Linked DNA regions of Triticum aestivum: region 2 is linked to region 1. A link is a contact called in public Hi-C data. All regions are on one chromosome and are shown on one strand. The core of a region is the stretch at or near the end of the contact, and the rest is flanking DNA. Distances in the headings are between cores, read along the strand shown.

What was found. A called contact is a pair of places that touch in the nucleus more often than the background predicts.
Region 2: a Hi-C map of leaf shows a contact between it and region 1, with 4 times the contacts expected there. The contact joins the promoter of LOC123137412 here to the promoter of LOC123137410 in region 1. A contact is called at or near these places in 2 of 5 Hi-C or Micro-C datasets (both in leaf).

The regions. Positions count from the first base shown.
Region 1 is chr6B:447,209,759-447,212,978 of IWGSC CS RefSeq v2.1, forward strand. LOC123137410 (tRNA (guanine(37)-N1)-methyltransferase) reads left to right here and starts at 1,487. Exons shown (of 11, transcript XM_044557161.1): 1 at 1,487-1,734; 2 at 1,893-1,990. The coding sequence starts at 1,631.
Region 2 is chr6B:447,348,910-447,352,129 of IWGSC CS RefSeq v2.1, forward strand. LOC123137412 (eukaryotic translation initiation factor 2A) reads left to right here and starts at 1,701. Exons shown (of 13, transcript XM_044557165.1): 1 at 1,701-1,915; 2 at 1,997-2,354. The coding sequence starts at 1,882.

The DNA of each region.
Region 1 (3,220 bases), core at 237-2,736:
TGACAAGGAACAAATCGATTGGAGCCGTTGAGAGCAGTATGCAAGGACCACCTTGGAGGATTTTGGGGGCATCTTTTATAGTTTTTGTGTGGATAGAGGATCCAATAGCTTTGGAAGCTCTAGCGCAAGGAAAGCTTTGGCACTAGATGACGATCTATATGTTTATTGGATCCATGTCAAGCAAGGAAGTACAACAAGTTATGGTGCAATTATCCAATAAATCGTTGTCGTTTCTAGAGTCTTTGCTAGGTATAATTTCATACATGAATTTAGAAGCCCGAATGCTGAGTCTCAAAATTTAGCGAGGCATGCTTTATCTTGGGGGTTGGCCACCATATTTGGTCAGGTCATATCGGATCCCTTACATTCATTGCTGTAAACATTGTGACAATTTAATAATGCTTTGTGAGATTGTCTAAAAAAAGCTTACATGTTATCCTCCTCCTTTTTGCCCTTTTTAAAATTTCGTAGAAAAGGTAGAAAATTAGGTTTTATTTTCAAAAAGTATTTAAATGTGAAATATTATATTTTTAAAAAGTTCTTTTTTGAAGGAAAAAGTGCATGGATTTAGAAAGCATTCACGATTTTTAAAAAATGTTCATGAATTTTATTATTTTTATTAAAAAGCAAGATTTAAATGTTCACGAATTTGAAAAGATGTTCATAAATTCGAAAAATTTGTTGTGAATTCAAAACATATATATAATGAAACTAAAACATGTTTGCTAATTCAAAAAATCACAAATTTGAATATGTACGTTTGAACTAATTTTTTTTCTTGAATTTGAAAACACCCGCAAATTTTAAAAATTATCTAAATTTAAGAAATTTTTATGAGTTCAAAAATAATAATGGATTTGATAAAATATTCAAAAATTAAAAAATATCTCTGAATTCAAAAATCCTACAAAAATTCATAAAAATGTATGATATTTTTTAATTTAAAATTATGTTTCCTATTTTGAAGGATGTCTGCAACTTCAACCAATTAACGAATTTGAAAAAATATTTGTGATTTTCAAATATGTTTGCATACAAATATGCTAATGGTTTTGGGAAATATTCACAAATTCAAAAACATTTGCAATCTTAACTATTTTGTTTCAAAGTGTTCAAAATATTCACGAATGTAAAAATAGAAAATAGTAGAAAATCAGAAAGAAATACGGGGAAATCAATAATAAAAAGGAAAAAAGATAAAAAATGGAAACCTGTCCATTTTTTTAGGGGAAGGAAACCTGTCCTTTTTTTTTGAGGGGAAGGAAACCCTGTCCAGGGAAAGTTATAGGACTAGGACCTTCCCGAAAACGAAACCGATGGGAGCCGACGCAGCACTGGCCCAACGAGCGGGTCCAAAACGCGAAGTGGTGAACTAAAAATGCTTTTCTAAAAAAACAAAAACTAAAAATGCTTTGGGCCGAGCAATGCTTCATCCAGCCCATTAAGCGTCCTGACCCACGACGGTTAGCCTCTCGCCCCACGACTCCGGCCGAGAGCGAGTTCTGTTAGCCTCAAAAAAAAAAGAGAGCGAGTTCTGCCTCCCACCGACCGCCGTCTCTCCTCCCCCCACCCCGCGTCCAAAACCCTAGAAACCTCAGGGAAAGGAGGGCGCGTGTCTGGGTGTGCGGTAATGGAGAAGCTGGATGAGAGCAAGTTCGAGCAGCAGCTGCAGCTCTGGGCGCTCCGCATCCCCCGGGAGCTCGCCTCCGCCGTCACTCGCCTGCTCCGCTCCGGGTAACACCCGCCGCTCACCTCTATGATTTAATGGTCCCAGTTGCAGGATAGCACAACATCTTGATGGTTCCAACTTCCAAGTGGCCGTCGTGTTTAACAGCGGTAGGGGCATCGGAGTAGTAGCGCAGCGCTGAATTTTCTTGCCCCCCTGCTTCCAGGCCCCTACTGGACATGCCGCGGGTCAAGCCTGTAGTTGAGGACCCTGGGAGTGACAAGAACAGACTTGTGGTGCTGTCGGAGAAGATCCAGAACCAAGGTATGCCTTAACCTCTCCCTGGAACGAAGCAGATTTTTAAACTTGTGAGGTGCTTGTCTGTTGTTTTTGAGAACTATAAAAATGACACTAAACCTGCTTCTGTGAATTGACCAAGAACTTCTAGTTACCGTCAAAGCTTGAATACCATAGCAAGAATTTAGAGTTGTTAAACCTGTTTAGCAAGGCCGTCTCCTGGAAATCGGGTCCCCGGTGCGAAAAACAAAATGGGGCCCAATATAACTCAAGCATAATCACTTAATTATACAATTTAAATGTAAGTTATTTAGTACAATGTTTAGAAAATTCTCAAGTAGCAATGCAAAAGATTAAAACCAGTAAACTGACCTCATGCTCTACTGAAAAGTGCCATCTGTCCTGCGTTCCTTGAAATGATATCTTCAATTATGTCTTTATAATTAATGTTCTCCAAGACATAAGTGCTATTGTCGCCAAACCATTGAGTCTTTCCTGTGTCATAGTAGAATTCAACAACTTGAGTTTAAAAAAGCTCCTTTGCGCAGATGCAACAGTTACAGGAATTGTTAACAAAATCCTGCAATAATAGCATTAGGATTGAAGGGGCGCTTCATCAACAACTAAGAATATCAACAGGGCCCATAGATTTCTTAACTGAATCCTGGATGAAAACAAATATGCAAAACAATTCAAGTCCATCAATGTCTTTATGTTCTCCACTCTTCTTCTAATTTCTGTTTCTTCTTACGCTTGAAGGCACCATAATCATACTTTCCTAGAATGCATGATTGTTTGTTTTTGAACCAAACAAAAATAGTATGAATGCATTTGAACTGATGAACTCACATCAGTTACAGGCTTGTGACTTGTATAGATAGTTAGAATCAGATTGATCCTTGATTTTGTACTTGGACGACAGGGCGAGCTACTATTGAAAATCTTGAATCTGTGAGACTGACAACTTCTGAACTTCAACAACTAGGCAATTTTTTTTAAAAAAAATATTAGTAAGATCTTAATTAAACTTTGCAGTTTGTATCAAAATTAGAGAAAAGGGGAGGAGCTTAGGGGCGCCGGTTGGCCTTCTATTCGGCGGCACCGCAGCAGTGTCGGCGGGCGCTCGCAAGTCCCGTGCAGTTCCGCTTCCGCCGGTCGCCTGGCTGCAAAGCAATCGCCGCCGATTCAGTCGAAGTGAAAAGATTGATCGCACAGGGGTGAGATGGAAAGCGAAGAGATTATTTAGGAAATAAGGAA
Region 2 (3,220 bases), core at 451-2,950, 140 kb after region 1:
CATGCACCAAATTCATCTACAAAGATAAAGTTGAAGCAATAGATACCTTGCAAGCGTTTCGTCAAACACCTTGTGGGCACCGAGCTGTAGACGGCTGCCGGGCGCTGTTCGTCGGAGGAATGGTGCGCTCGAGGGGCGGTGATGAGGAGAGAAGGTGGAGGAAGCAGTGGCGGCGCGCGGGGATAGGCGGGGGAAGCGCCGATGGGTCGCCGGAGCGAATGGGGAAGGTGCGGGCGGAGGCGCCAACTCCTGGAGGTTTCAGATCTAGTGGTTGGTGATATTCGCGCCCCCGATTGCCATGTCCAGCGCGCGGGAGCGGGCGCACCAAATAAGCAGCGCGCGATGCCTTTTTCCCAGCGCGTTAAACTAACATTGCCGCACGTGGGATTTTAGCGCGTCTGCTGGAGCGCCGGTTTTGATCGTGCGCACGTCAAATAGTCGTTTTTTCCAACGCGCCCATTGAAGATGCTCTTATACTGTAGCAAAATCCATAGCCGATAGTACAACAAATAATGAATAGAAAAGTGTGCCTATTATTTTGGGCCTACGTATAACGTCCATGTGAGCGAAATCTCATTTGCATCCCTCCTGGAAGGTTCAGCTGTTGTATATTTCAGTGGCACAATCACCCTCCGTCACATGGTTGGCTGATTCTATTGTTTCCTGTGATTACTCTGAACTTCATATGATATGTTTTGTATAGGTAAGAAAAATACCTCAGTAACAAGAGATGGAAAAAAAGATACTACACTGTTCCTTTGGCAGGGTAGCCATGTTCCCACTTTCTAAGTGGACTGCCTCAATAGCTCAGGGCATGCAAAAAAATAACTCTATTGGTCTTTTTTCAATACAATCATCGGGAGGAAGACTGTCGGATCAAATGAATATGTGCACATTCGGTTCAACATATATTTTCACCACGACTCATGATAACTGTGACTTATATGGTACCTTCAAGATGAATCAACTTTTCAAACAAAACTATCGATTATAGGATCAGGGTCACTCCACCAAAATCGATGACAAAAGACGGCCGAGTGGGGCGGCCAGGCGGCCCATTACCGTGCGGGGTGCGTGTTTGGTCGCTATCCATCCCTCGACATACACGCACACTAGGATGTCAAATCCACTAGAGGAGCCAATGCTTGTTGGCGAGCGTGGTGGGATGGGTCTAGTTCGTTGTGCGCCACTATGTTTGTCATTTGCTTGTTGTGCCTTTCTTTTGTTCTTTCCGGTTTCGTATTTTTATTTGGGTTTCTTTCTTTCTTTCTTTTCTTTTTAATACATTGTGAACAATTATTTAACATACGGTGATCATTTTTTGAATACAAACTAATCTTTTTAATATTTATTGAACATTTTTTAATAAACACTGAACATTTTTCTAATATACGATGAACTTTTTTAATATATGTTGAACATATTTTTAATATACACGAACTTTTTAAAAAATTATACTGAACCCTCTCAAAAAAATTATACTGAAAAATATGCTTTTTCTGTTTTGTAATAGGGCTTTTAGTTATTTAGCTCCTCAAAAGAAAATCGTTTCTTTTTTGTTTTTTGAGGGAAAACCGGTTTTTTGTTTGAGAAAAAAAAGCTCTCGCGCCAGAATGAGCCGGCCATTTCCCAGGAATGCAGCGTAATCTGTTTATTGGCCCGCCGAAGTTTTTCTTCCGTTTCTGTACCTACGAACAAAGGCCCACAATGCCCTAACAAAAACTGAGGCCCACAAACCAGTGACCCCCATGTGTCAGTGAGGAAGGCATGACATAGGCACCACCCGCATCCAGCAAAGTCCCCTCGCCGCGCCGCCGCCTCCACCGCAGCTGCGCTTCTGATCTCTCCGCCGGTCGCCGAGACCTTCTCGCGCAGTCGGCCATGGCATCGCAGCAGCCATCCCTCGCCATCCTAGGTACGCTGGCTCCTCCCCTCGCGGTGCTTTCCCCTAATCTTGCGCCCGTCTGACGTAACTCGCGACTGGGGCCAACCGCAGTGCGCGAGCCCGACGGCTTCACGGTGTGGCCCGGCCCTCCCTACCCGCCCGGTTCCAGCCCGCCGCAGAGGCTCCCCAAGACGGCGTGCAGCGCCACGTCCTTCTCTCGCGACGGCTCCCGCCTCCTGGCGACGGTGGCCTCGGCCTCGGCCACCGTCTACGACTGCAGCTCGCTCTCCGTCATCAGGTCCTTCGACCTCCCAGGCCTCACCGCCGCGGCGCTCTCGCCCACTGGCTCGTACCTGCAGACCTTCCAGAAGTCGTCCTCGCCGCAGGTCAAGAATGTCACGGTCTGGCACGTTGACACCGCCACTGCGCTCTACCAGCACTATCAGAAGAACTTGTCTAAGGCGAATTGGTTCGTGCTACTAGAACTTTGGTGCTTAAATTATGATTCATGAACTTGGATGCTTAATTATACATGTACAACTTTTAATAGCGAGGCTGAACACTTCATATGATGGAGTGGTGGACGTTTTTTTGTTATCCAGTGCATCTACTATTGTATCCTTTAGTTCATTGCAGACATTTCATTGACTAAATAATTGCCCGTGGGTTGCAACGGGGGTATAAACATTGGACCCCGATAAAATCCGAACGTTCGGATTTTAAGCATTTCATCCCGAACGTTTTTACATGGCAACTTTAGTCTACGCGAGGTGGCAACTTTAGTTGTTAAGACATGACAACTTTGTCCCAGATCGTTTTTTTGTCAGAAAATTGCAATGTTTGCCATCCTCACGTGAACTAAAGTTGCCATAAAAAAACGTTCGGGTTGCCATGCTTAAAATCCAAACGTTCGGGATTTATCATTGCTGTAAACATTTTAGTAGATGAGATTAAGCACTTACTTGGTAAGAATTTATTGACTTACCAAAGAAAATATTATTTAGGAGAAAGATCAGATATGGGAGGAAAATTGCCATCTTATTGTTAAGCACTTATTGACGTGCCAAAGAATATTACTATTTGGGAGAAAAATCAGAGATGGGACGAAAAAAATCAAACAGGAGAAGGGAATGTGGGACCATATATAGTGATGTTGGACGAAGGAGAGGTTGGGCAAAAGAGAGGGTGAAACGGGAACCTTATGTTCTTTTTAAAGTAAAAAAGTAAATATAATATACTCCCTCCATTCCTTTATGTAAAGTGTATAATTTTTGGCACGGTGACCAAGGCACATAATTATACACAAGTTAGGACAAAATTAACCTTGGCTAAATC